Linked DNA regions of Anser cygnoides: region 2 is linked to region 1. A link is a contact called in public Hi-C data. All regions are on one chromosome and are shown on one strand. Each heading gives the region's core, a stretch centred on a gene start, on an enhancer-like site or on the middle of the called end of the contact. The rest is flanking DNA. Distances are from core to core; before and after follow the strand shown. Region 1 holds the start of DNER (delta/notch like EGF repeat containing). Region 2 holds the start of DAW1 (dynein assembly factor with WD repeats 1).

Region 1 (5,887 bases), core at 3,175-5,674:
CTATATTATAGGATTTAAATGTCTTAAGCTACAGTTGTGTTAACAGCACAAAACAAATGCTGAAACTAATTTGAAAGACTTTTCAAACAACCTCCTTGGAAGTTGATTCAAGCCTGGTATAAATACGCATGATTTTACCCACTGTAGCTTTATTTACATAGATATGGGTCCAGATCAATCATGTCTTTTAATTTCTTATTTCTTGAAGTACAGTAATACTTGCTGTAATACCACACAACGTGACACTAAAAACCATTAAAAGAGCATATAGCACAGCTTTGCTGTGCAAGTCTCTAGTTTCAAATTACATATACAGCTTACTAGAGAAAGGTAGGGTAGCTATTGAGACATTAATTTTTCTGGCGGCTTTCAGAGAAAGACTTTAAATTGCTGACAGTCATTTTGTTTGTAAAACAACTACGCTGTTTAGAGGTGTGGATTAATTTCAGTCCATTGCTCTAAATCCATAAACCAATACTCAGGATGATGAAAGTTCCTGTGAGTCAAACAGATGAATATAGGGGGCAAGCTGCTGACTGTCAGACACTGATAAAAACAGGTGTCAGGGATTTCCATAGCACAGTGTTTTTGTGCTCCCCAGTCTAAAAGCTTAACTTCTGCCATACGGATGCCCTCTTAGAATGTGGCAATTGCCCAAGACCTCATGCTTCCCACAGTGAAGAATGTTTCTGTACCTGGGCTGGCATCTCTCTTGATAGTAGTTGCATTACTGTCTCTCTTTGTATTACAGATCCCCCTGAACAGCAAATGTTAAATAACAGTAGATACTTTCACTACTGACAGTGGTAAACAAATCATCACTGGTTTCCAACATCAAAGTTAGCAAACGAAAAAGAAAACATGCACGTTTCAAGCAGCTTAATAATACAGTGCAGAAAAATAAATGGAAATATAAGGGATGGGGAGGAAAGCAGATAAAACCATACATATTGTCACGGTGCTGGGTGTTTTCCAGTCTCTGTCAAGATAAAAGAAAAATAGCAATTGTTCAGTTGCGTATAAAAATAAACCAATATTTCCCTCTCATCCACGTATAGCGGTAAAGTATATTTTTTATAATTTTGTCTCTGTTCAGAGCCTTAATCTAATCTCCTATTGTCACCAAAAATTCCCCTCGCAATGCAAACTCACGACCATCAGCCAAAATAAGTTCCAATGTGAAGCACTTGGTTATGCAACTTGAAAGCTCACTGGATTCTGTGGGCTGCTTATATGCTTAAGCAGGTATTTTAGTACTTCGATAGACTGAGGCATGGGTCATTCAAATAGTTATAATAATAGAATGTGCCTGAATAGAAGGCATGTACTTGGGAAGAAAAATTAAAGGCATGTAGAAAACATTTTGAATGAAAGCATTATAAGCCCTATGAAACACAACATTAAAAAAGCAGTAATAGTTTCAGAGACGGAGGCAATGATTTTCAAAAGGATTTTAGCTTTAGCAGCTATTGGATATGGGATCGGGAACATGATGAGCAATTTGGGGAATTTGTCTCCAGTTTAGGGAGGCTTAGTGTCCATTAGTGGGACACTTCTGAAGTGTCTCAAAATTAAAAACCTAGTCCTTTTGATTAATTGGAAGCGAAACACCTGAGATACTTTAAGGTAGGCACAAGCTGAGGGAGAGATGAGGAAAATGTCAGTTCTGCGCTCTGACAACCAATATCATAAAGAAAGGATTGCAGCTTGACCTAAAACATGAAACAGAAAAGAATCAGTCCAGATTCAGAGAAGTCTCAACACAGTGACTATCTCTTCTAAATAAGTCCTATACTATTAAAATAAAATTTAACTAAGCTAGGTGGTTTTAAAAGATTTCATCAATATTAAAAAAAGATCATTGTTGTTATGGGGGACACTCCCCTTGGGAAATCAGAGATTTTTGTTCCTCACTAAATATTTAATCATAACAGATAAAAAATAAAAGGCAAAATCTCCTTTAAGTCACTAGCGGGTGAGTACTTCTACATCAAAATAAGTAGTTAAGCTGTAATGTAGCTTAGCTTATTAGTGTGTCTTAAATATTAGACATAATACAATTCATATTCTAGCAAGTGTAAATGAGGTAGACAGCTTGCAATCCTTACTGAATATTTCAATTAGTAATTTGTAGAAAGCTGACTAAAATTATTTAAACTATGCATATTGGAACATTAAAATGCATAAAAATACAGCATTTTTGAAAATCACTAGCTAATTACATAGGCATAATACTTAGTGTTGCACAGTTAAATATTTTCTTATGAAAATGGCATATATAATGCAAACGCTGCTTATATAGTCTGTAAAACACAAAAGGAACACGTGATATAGTTACGGCCTGCTCAGTTGGATGTGTTGACTAGCTTAATTTTAAAGTTGTTCTCTTTTCTGCAAATACCATACTCCTATGTCAACAGAATTCAATATCTTATCTAGCTGTCAGTCCTGAAACCTCACTTCCCAACACTTATTTAATTATATTAAGTATAAGGCCACTTAAAAGCCTCAGACATAGGTCAGAGTTCCATCAGAATTAGTAAAACCTTTGGGGATACAAAGACCAATTAAAAAAATAGGGGCACTCCCTACCTAGCTTATTCAGGCATCCTGTTCTTTAACAAAGGTCCATCAGGAGAAGAACTCAAGCAAAAAGAAAGATCAGGTTAGAGAGCAGAACATCTTTTCAACTTGTCCTGATGATTTGCTATAGAAGATGTTTAGAGAATTGGATGAAACTCTTTATGAACAACTATCTTTGAAAACCTCGGTGGAAAGGTGAAGTCCTAGGAGACTGGAACAGAGCAAACATTTTTACTGAAAAGGAGGAAATGAAGAATTACAGCCCAGCTGCTTTAACATCAAATGCTCTAGAATTCCGGGCTATATGTACAGGTTATTTCAGAGCATTTAGAAGATAACAAAGAGACAAGTAGAAACCTCTGTGGACTTATCAGGAATAAATCATGTCAAGCCAAATAATTTTCTTGTAGAACAAGGCAACAGATCTTGTGAATGGAATAGAAAAAAACGGTTATAACTTAACATGGGCTTGCTTTTGGAATTGTTTTCTATGACATTATTAAAATTATATATTACAAAATTATATAAACTTAAATTAAGAACTTTTTATTTTCTCATGGTGCACGATGGTTGCAAAAAATGCTTGGAAAAAAAAAAAACAACCACCCAAAAAAACAAACAACAACAACAACAGCAACAAAAAAATCCAAACCCATCATACTTAAAGAACAGTAAATCATAGTTCAAAGTGGAAGAATTCCTTCCAAGTTCCTGTTTTTTGCAGAGATATGACATTTGACAATGATCAGTAAAGAAAGAATGAACTCGTCTGATAAAAGTACAGCAGTTTTTGTGTGAAGAGCTCTGATATTGAGAGAAAAAGTAAAAGATAGTTGTAATATAAAGAAGCAACTTAATTTGAGTATGTATATATATGTTTAAAATTTGTATTACCACAGTGCCTATAGGCACTATCAGGACCCACTGTTACCTGGGGTTGAGAGGAGCTGAACCAGAGCCACCTGAACGAGCTGGTGAAAGGTGTTAGGGACGGAGTGAGAGCAGAGCCAGCAGAGGGAGCCAGTGTGGCACAGAACATACGACTGAAAGGTAGGGGAAGTGAAACAGAACACAGCACATCAGGTAACAGCAATGACACTTCACTTCAGCTTAGAAGGGTGGCTGCAGTATTGCCTCCAGGCCGCTACACACCCTGATGGACTCTCAGTTCAGTCAGCGTTGCCAGTTGTTTCTGGCCATGACACAGGTTTCAGCCTTTACTTGTACGAGAAGTTGAAAGGTTTCTAAAAACCAAGAGCTACTGCTGCTACCCCTTCTCCTGCAACCTGCTGACAGAGATATGAAAACTCATTAGTTACTAGAGGCTTAAATGCTTCGCTTTTGTAGAAGTGACGGCACGGAAGGCCAGAGTCCGTTCACTGGTTTACACATCACTGATCTTGGCTCTGATCAGAGGCAGGGAAAGAGAGACAGAAACGGATTTAAAAAAACGGACTTAGATAAACACAAAAGTGCAATTTCTCAAGTTTTTTTCTCCCCGCTACGAGCAATTACAGGGACAATTTTAATGCCCTTTGCCTCCTTTGTTCTTGATATACTTTCAGCCCCAGTTCCTCACAGGCGGGAGCAGAGCAGCACTCCCAGGCCTCAGGGGCTGCTTTTCAGGGCCTCCTGAAGGCGGGCGCCAACCCCGCCCGGGAGGAGCGGGACGGTGCCCCCCGTCCCCTTGACCCCACGTCCCTTGCCCCTCAGGCCGCCTCACGCGGGGGGCCGGCGGCTGCCCCCTGCCGGGCCGGCGGAGCGCGGCCGGCTCCTCCCCGCCCAGTCCCCGCCCGCGGGTTGCCCGGGGAACGAGGGTAGGGAGCTGCCTGGCGGCCGCTTTCTCGTCCCTCCCTCCCTCCCTCCTTCCTTCCATCCCTCCATCCATCCTTCCATCCGTCCCCTCCTTCTCTCTCCCAGGCAGAGCGGCACCCCGACCCAGCCGCCATGCCCCGAGCCGCCCCGCTGCTCCTGCTCCTCCTGCTGGCCCTGGCGCAGCGCCGCGCCTGCCTCTCGGGGCCGGCCACCGCCGCGCCCCCCGGCGCGGACCCCTGCCTCAGCCAGCCCTGCCGCAACAACGGCACCTGCTACCCGGGGCCGGCCCGCGGCCCCGCCGTGCCCCGCCGCCCCCAGCCCCCGGCCGCCTACCGCTGCTCCTGCCCCCCGGGGGTCACCGGCGCCTCCTGTCAGGTAAGGGCTGCGCGCCCCCCTCCCGGCCTCTCGCCCTCGGCGTCCCCCCGAGCTCCCCCGGGACGCGGCGGGGGTCGGAGGAAGCCCACCGAGCTGGCCGCCGCGGCGCAGCCGCCGCCCCGGGCTCGCCGTCCTTTACGGGGGGAGAACCGCCCTCGGAGCGCCGGGCGGCGAATCGCGGCCCCCGGGCATCGCCCCGCCGCGGGGGTCCCGCTCCGTGCCGTAGGGGTCCTGGCCCCCGCGCTGAGGGGTTGCACGGCCCGCTCCGGATTGCCAAAGGTCAAAGCGCCCGGGAGCGGAGACCCGAGACACCATCGCCGGTGTCCTTCTGACTTGCTTGGTCATATTAGGGTTTAACGTAATCGAAATTAATTCTCATTGTTATGTGAAGACTTCTTTTTATTTGCCTCTGTCATTAAGGATGAAAAATCCCCGTTATAGTGCTCAGAAATCCACAAGTTAATCTTCTGTATCTTCAGATGAGGAAAAGCAGGTGCAGGGACAAAGAGGTTTGGTTCCTGCATATATACAGTTACTTTCTGTGGCAGCAGCGTAGGAAAGGCTGTATGGGTTGCCTTCCATTTTTTTGGACAATGCCTTCTGTTTTACATGGATTTGATGTAAAAGCAGATGAATTCAAGTAAATGCAGTCAGTTTCACTATTTATTTATTTATTTATTTACTATTCCTTGGTTGGATAGTACCCGAACTATGCTGCTGAACAGATGAAAGGGATAATACGTTTACTGAAGACTTAAGGTGTAGGTGAATTTGGAAGTCATTGTAAAGTAAGAGTGCTTTGCTCCGAGCTCTGTACCGGCCTTGAAGCATCTCTGATGAGTCAGTGTAACAGGGAAAGTGAAAATATTAACGCTAATGAGATTCTGCAAAGTCAGAGAGATTAAAGAGGATTGAATAGAATTCTCTCTGGCTAATTTTAGCTGTTGGCCTCTTAAGAGTTTACTACGTTTCTATTGCTACAAAGAGAGGGAGAGAGCGCTGAATGTTTGCATCTGCTTACTGCTGTTACGCTTTAGTGTCTGAGATCCAGGACTGAAAGATTAATGAACCTTCTAAAGACTTAGTAAAATGTAACGCTTGTTGGCATCGTACC
Region 2 (6,502 bases), core at 877-3,376, 550 kb after region 1:
TTCCACAGAAGGTCAGACATGGGAGATGTGTATCCAAACTTGGTTTTGGAATAAATATTTAAATTACAGTGGAGTTTCGTGAATTGCCCATGAAGTAGCAACAACAAAAATTAGATGTGGAAAGCATTAAAATGATCTCTGTGTGTGTCTTCACAGATATATGTATGTTCCTGTAACTCATAATTATGGTAACAATTACTAGAACATGGTCCACAGTTCGTTGGTACTCATGGAGACCCCAGGAAGTAGTTCACAGCTAATCTGTAGAGTCAGATCTTCTTTTTCTACAATCAGATAAACTGCTGAATCCTACCCATCCATGAGATAAACTGAGGATTGACAATATGCAGCAGTGAAAGTGCAAACACACACTTATAACTGGTCCTACTGAGAAAACCTAGCCTTCCTGCTAGCATTGAAATCATCGCAGTCTAAAAGGGATTTTCTATTTCAGTCCTCTAAACAGGAGCCACTAATATACCCATAAATTAGTATCCTCTCAGTGATTATACTCCTGTTAAGTAACGCAAGACAACTTTTGTCTTTCACAAAGTGACTTGTTATGCCAAGAATACTGAGCTGGACAGTTTCAGGTAGACAAAAATAAATAGTTTTTATATTTGGATGTTTCAGTGTGCATTTTAGTGAAAGAAACATCATTCACGTCAATTATGTTTAAAATAAGCAAACAGAGTTGTATATAAACATGCTATAAAACAGCAGATACTGTTGTTGCCTGAAATAAATACTTACTCAGGGCTAAGATCAAGTAGATCTATAGATCTGGTCTTCGGCTCACCACCTTGTACATATTCCAGAATAATTCCTTTAAAAATATACGATAAACAGGTTTTAATTAGATGTTAGGGATTTTATAATGCATACTGTTAATGCTTCTGCTTGTGTTGCCCTACTGACTTAGCAGACCTACTTCCAGTTACTGAGACAAGAAGGAGGTTCGGCATTCCCAGTTAGCAGAACAACTCTGGTGTGTTTATATGATAAGAAATACTAAATATTATTACTTAAAGTAGTTATGATCCATTTTCAATTCTGGAAAATAACAAGTTGTTGGTGTTTGCTTTTCCCCAACCGCTTTTCACAATATTTCATCAGCTGTTTTCAAATAAACTGTACTGAAGATACTTGCTGCAGTTTGTATTTCCAAGAAGCCCAGAAAATGTTTTACAAGAACTGTTACATTAATTTCAGTGTTTGCAAAGGCCTATGTGCAATAACACACAGAAAACCAGAGCACACTTCCCATTTCCAAGTGTGCTCTGTCACCTCCACAAGATGTACTTTGAGCTAACGTATTAAAATGTTTAACCTCATTGCTTAGTATTCTGCCAGTCCTTGCTTTTCTGTGGGAAAGGATAAATTGGATTAATTTTCACGTCATTGTATGTAAGGAAAACGTTTAATTTGGCAGAAAGATCTGTTATCACATCACACTCCCTGGGCTTGCCCTCTCCGCCTTGTTTCGCTTCTTGAAGCCAGTCACTCTCCTGAAGGAGGTAACGATGAAGGCAGCTCGCTGGCATACCTTATCAAAGCATGGCTCTGCTCAGAGAAGCCACACAACAACCAAACGAAAAATAAGCAACAAAGAAACTTTTCACTAAACAGACCTTTATATCACACGTACACTTTTTGGTGCTAATTGCCATGACTTTTGAACTTTTAAACGCCCCGTGGCTCAGCAGAACAAGGTGATGTAAATAAACCTGCCTCGCCTACACAAGGTGCCATCACCAGTACCACCTCCGCAGCACACCGCTGGCGGACAGGAGCCCTGCAGCAGCTGCCCTGCCACCCCACAGCACCCCAAGCCGCATCACGCCACGCAGCTGCACGCACGACCCCACTGCGCGCCACACGAGCAAGGAGCACACGCGAGGAAGCCCGTGGTTACCGACAGCTCCCCACACACCCACCCACACCTCCCCACGCGGCCAGGCCCGGCCCGGCCCGGCCCGTCCCCCTGCCGGAGACCCGCACCCGGCGGGTAGTAGCGCAGCAGCAGCCGCCTCAGCGCCATCGTGCGCCGCCAGCCCCGAGCCCCGGCCCGCTGCCACGGCAACGGCCAAACAGAGCCCGCGCGCATGCGCCGCCACGCGCCGGGGCGGCCGCCATCTCCCGGCCCCAGCCGCCTCCGGGGCAGGCAAATGGTGGTGGTGGTGGTGGTGGTGGTGGTGTCCTGCCCGGGGTCCCTCACAGCGGGGCTGTGCACTGCCTGCAACAGGCGGGCAGCAGAGCGCCGATTTCTTCCTTCCTCGGTTCTCTATCATCCGGGCTTTCAACCTCTATTTCAGCAGAACTATCTGCTGTAACGGCAAGATATCACCGGAGTAGCAATAGTCAGCTGAAAGCTCATCAATATACAAAGTTAGGCTTGCTTTCTCCCAGGTGGACTGATTTGTACCTATCCCTATTAATTCTACCTGTAACTTTGTGTTGTGCGTGGGCTCGGTATTTGAACGCTTTTCTGCTGTTCTTGCAGTCGGCTCATCGCGCCCACCCTGAGCACCAGCAGCCGGAAGGGCTGCACGCACCGCATGGCCCAGCTTCACGTGTGTGCTGCGGAGATCAAGGTGTCAGCCTGAAAGCCTGAGCTGGAGTGTGCTACAAATGGCAAAATGCGGGCAGTTAAAGAGGCAGGAGTAACAGCAGGACAAATACATGACGGCTGTTTGAAAAATCAAAGAGTTGATGACTAAAGTAAAAATGTGAAAAGAGAGAACCAACATGGAACCATTAAAAGACAATGTACTAAAGAGTCAATCTTTATGCAGAAATGGCTGTAGATCATCGATAGGGGGAAGCAGTCATGCTTTCATCTCATCAGTCTCCTCATAGCCCGTATCATTGGCAAGGGGTCACTAGAACAAGGTTCAGGTCACTGTTTAACAGTACGTGACTTTTGTGAAACACTCACAGGGCTCCCTACAGCTTCACTTTGAAGACAGACCTTTGGTTCTGCACAGCTAGGAAGTAAAATACAATGGCCAATTCCAGGTTGTCTGTGAGACATGATTGGGGTTTGGTTTGATCTTTTGTCTCATTCGTATGTGGAAGGTTGGTTATCTTGAGGCAGATAGGAAATATTTTCATTGAAAACAATCTAAACAGCTTTACAACAGAACTGACTTATTTGGAATGACCCTGTTCAAAAACAACTTTTTGAACAACCCCTAGTCTTGGCGTCCTCTAGTGTCTTAACAGTTTTTTGTATTTGTTTAGCATAATATGTAACCACCCCAATTATTCTTTCCAGGCATAAATATTTTTCTGTTCTTTTAGCTTAAATGATGCTAACAATGAACATGCCATGGGTGCTGCTTTCTACATTAACTCCTTCCTCTCAGTTCTTTGCAAACACACATTCATGCAGCCTCTCTGGTGTCTTCAGTATTAGTTAACACCGACTAGAAGTGTTACGTGTGACTTGTTAGTTAAATTTAAAGGCTCGATACTTCTATACAGCATAAATGAGGAGTATCTGCTATTTTAATATAATTTCTACAATAATCATCTGTTCAGTCCTGTACTTCAGGATGGTATTTGCATCATTGAATCAATTATTGTGGTATTCTTGAGAAATAATTTTTTTCAAGGTTTTGTATATCATATACCAACAAGCTTGTTTTGTTTGTGTTTCATGAGGCATGGAAAGGACAAATGCAGCCCAGTCTGAACAGGGAAGAGGGAAGTGGAGCAGCCACAGAGCTCTGTGACAACAGCTCCTTGCATGTTCTTGCCTTACTTTCTCCCTGTTAGTCTCCATCCAAACACACGTCTCACAGCTTGTCATCATCAGGAGTAAGAGGTAATGATGCTGGTGACATTATCAGTCAAATCAGGCCTCAACTCTCATCCCCTTTCCTTGTTGGCATAATGGCACTGGCTTTATGGCATTGTTTATTCCTATATAAAAAATAGAAAAAAAAATGCTGACTACCCAAGCGGGTGGCAAAGAGCTATACTATTCTGAGATGAAGTTTTTCCCAAAGTGCCACTGAGGACAGGCCTGCATGCAAAATAAATAGATAGTAACTAACGGTATGTGACAAAACAGAACTACAGCTCTGGCACAGGTAGGATTATCTATGGAGACTTTAGGCAGCATAGGTAACAACTGTAGAGAGAGGAAGGTCTTCAACACAGCTAATTGCTTAAGGGCTAGGCAAGCAAGGACTCTGATGATGCACAAAAGTAGGGCGCCTGAGCGGAAGTCCATACCACTAACCCTGCACTATTAAGCAGAAATGCTACTCTTTTTAGAGTTCATGAAAACAGGCAACTAGTGCATAATTTTAGAAAGAATTTTTTTCAACTGCTGGGGTAAAATTGTTTCCTGAGGTCTTTCAGCATCCAAAAGGTGCACGCAGCCTCTAAACCATGAAAGGCCAGATTTGAAGACTCTTTATGCACACTGTAGAGAGTTCAAAAATATCTACACTGGAAAGAAAAGGGAAATGCTGAGACATCCACTCAGGATCTGCAGCAATGTAATCAGCTGTTATGTACAGAGATCAAAAGTATTGATGTTATCAGCTTGGAAAGATAACATTCATCAGTTGTGCCCTGTGCATTTTTGCTTATGTCAGCAGTCTGCAGGAGTGGCTGAAAGAAGATACTATAAACCTCGCTATCAGTCAGTATTCAAAAGCCTTTGAAAGGCTGCAATATACGTTTATGTAGAGTGCTGGAGACAACTGCGTTGGATAGTGTGAAGTAAAATGAATACGGTTACAACAAAGAGCTTCCTTTTGAGAACTCTGGGTTCTTTCTGCCAACACAGATTCTCCAAATCTCTTTTTTTGGCCCAAAGTACCATCCTAAGAAGAGTAAGAAAGTGTTTCTGACTCAAACACACTCTCGCTTGCAGAGAAGAGTGGGTTTTAGGCTTCCTGATTTAAAGTTGTATCATGACCCACTTGTTCTGAAGTAGGTCAGTCTGTGGTAAGCTGAACTAAATCAGAAAGGCCAGCCCAAGAGTTTGAGTTAAGGGAAAGATGTAGAAAGCCACTTCCTATTTCTGTTATGTCAGTAATGGGTGCAGTGAATTTTTACTAAGGGGAGTTTTTCATGCTGTCCTTTCTCATAATTGTAAGGTTTGGCAGATGCAGAAAGACTGTACTGTGATATTTCCTTGTTTCTGCTTGGTGAATTAAATGGGTTTAGGTAATTTTTTTCAAGGTTGTTCTATTCTGGCATAGGGATCCTGCTTCCTCTTAGTGAAACACACACCCCTGTACTCATACACTTCCTTCTGCAATGTTAGCACTCCTTCTCACTTCTGCTCTGTTATTTCCAGTGCTAACCATGGCGCCAGAGCCATGAAAATGTTAAAACTGTATTATTTGTATGTGGAAGATGATTTTCTAGGAGTTTTCAGTTTGCCAGGTAAGAGCCATTCTGGGAGAATGAAAGCATGTTGTGCTGTAAACAGAACACTCTCTTTCCCAAAGATTCTGTTTTTCATCTTTGCATGGCTGTTTTCATCAATTTAACATTATACCAAATAAAGAGAGAGAAAGAGTTGCTATTTGCCTAGGAAATATGTCGCAAGTTTCTGTTCACACGAATAGATGCACGTGTGGTTTACCTACAACGAGACAATAGCAAGCACTAGAAAAGAACATTAGTTCCGTTCTGTGCTCTTTTGTCCATCTACCAGTTCTCACACACTGCTTACAATGTCACGTGCAGTCAGGCTCATTCCATATATTCTTACTTCCTTCAGTCAAATTTTCACTTAGCTAAAATATAGTTTTCCTTTCCTTTCGTTTCTTTTCCTTTCCTTTCCCTTCCCTTTTTAAGGAAGAGCCTTCTTTCCTCTCTTAGTCTTGCCACACTGATAGGTAGACCTGGCAACAAAAAAAATCAAAGAAAAAAACCACACGCACACTAAAACATGTTTGTCTTACCCACTCTGAGAAGAACTCAGAAATGCCTTTAATCTTTCTTTCCACGGTCCAGACTGTGGGGTGCTGAAGACCTTTGCAGTCGAGAAGAGTCCTTTACCAGTCAGGCAGGCAGCAAAGCTGACAGCATCAGGTAATTACGCAACTATTCTGTGGTCCGATTGTCTGAGCTGCAAGATGAAAGCCAGCGAGTTATCTGGATGCACCTAGTAAGGAAAACAGAGGAGCACTTCTCCTACAGTTACCTAACACACAGTTGAGTCAAACTACTTTCAGTCAGGAGAATGCAAAAAGCTTCCTCAGGATTTCTACCAAGTCTACAATAGAATTGATGAAGATAAGTCAGGAAAGACACTTTGCTTTAGAAAACACAGCTTCATTAAAGTCAAAGTGTGTTTACTTCACCACTGCTTTTAATTAAAAAAAAAAAAAAGTCAAAATATCACATTTGGGCTTTTGTATTTCATTTTTATAATGCCAAAATGCATTAAGCATTTCACATAAACTCTCAGGTTTTCCACATTTCTGTAGTCCTATTGCATTGTCTCCATGTTTCTTGTTTTGTATGTTTT

Evidence for each region. A called contact is a pair of places that touch in the nucleus more often than the background predicts.
Region 2: a Hi-C map of granulosa cells shows a contact between it and region 1, with 3 times the contacts expected there. The contact joins the promoter of DAW1 here to the promoter of DNER in region 1. A contact is called at or near these places in 2 of 7 Hi-C or Micro-C datasets (granulosa cells and liver).

What each region holds. Positions count from the first base shown.
Region 1 is chr9:3,086,570-3,092,456 of Taihu_goose_T2T_genome, forward strand. It overlaps DNER (delta/notch like EGF repeat containing), which reads left to right and starts at 4,425. Exons shown (of 13, transcript XM_048063044.2): 1 at 4,425-4,773. The coding sequence starts at 4,531. It overlaps LOC106036155 (a long non-coding RNA gene), which reads right to left and starts at 4,290. Exons shown (of 3, transcript XR_010833487.1): 1 at 2,593-4,290; 2 at 1,612-1,712; 3 at 330-979.
Region 2 is chr9:3,639,544-3,646,045 of Taihu_goose_T2T_genome, forward strand. It overlaps DAW1 (dynein assembly factor with WD repeats 1), which reads right to left and starts at 2,127. Exons shown (of 14, transcript XM_048063194.2): 1 at 2,002-2,127; 2 at 754-826. The coding sequence starts at 2,107.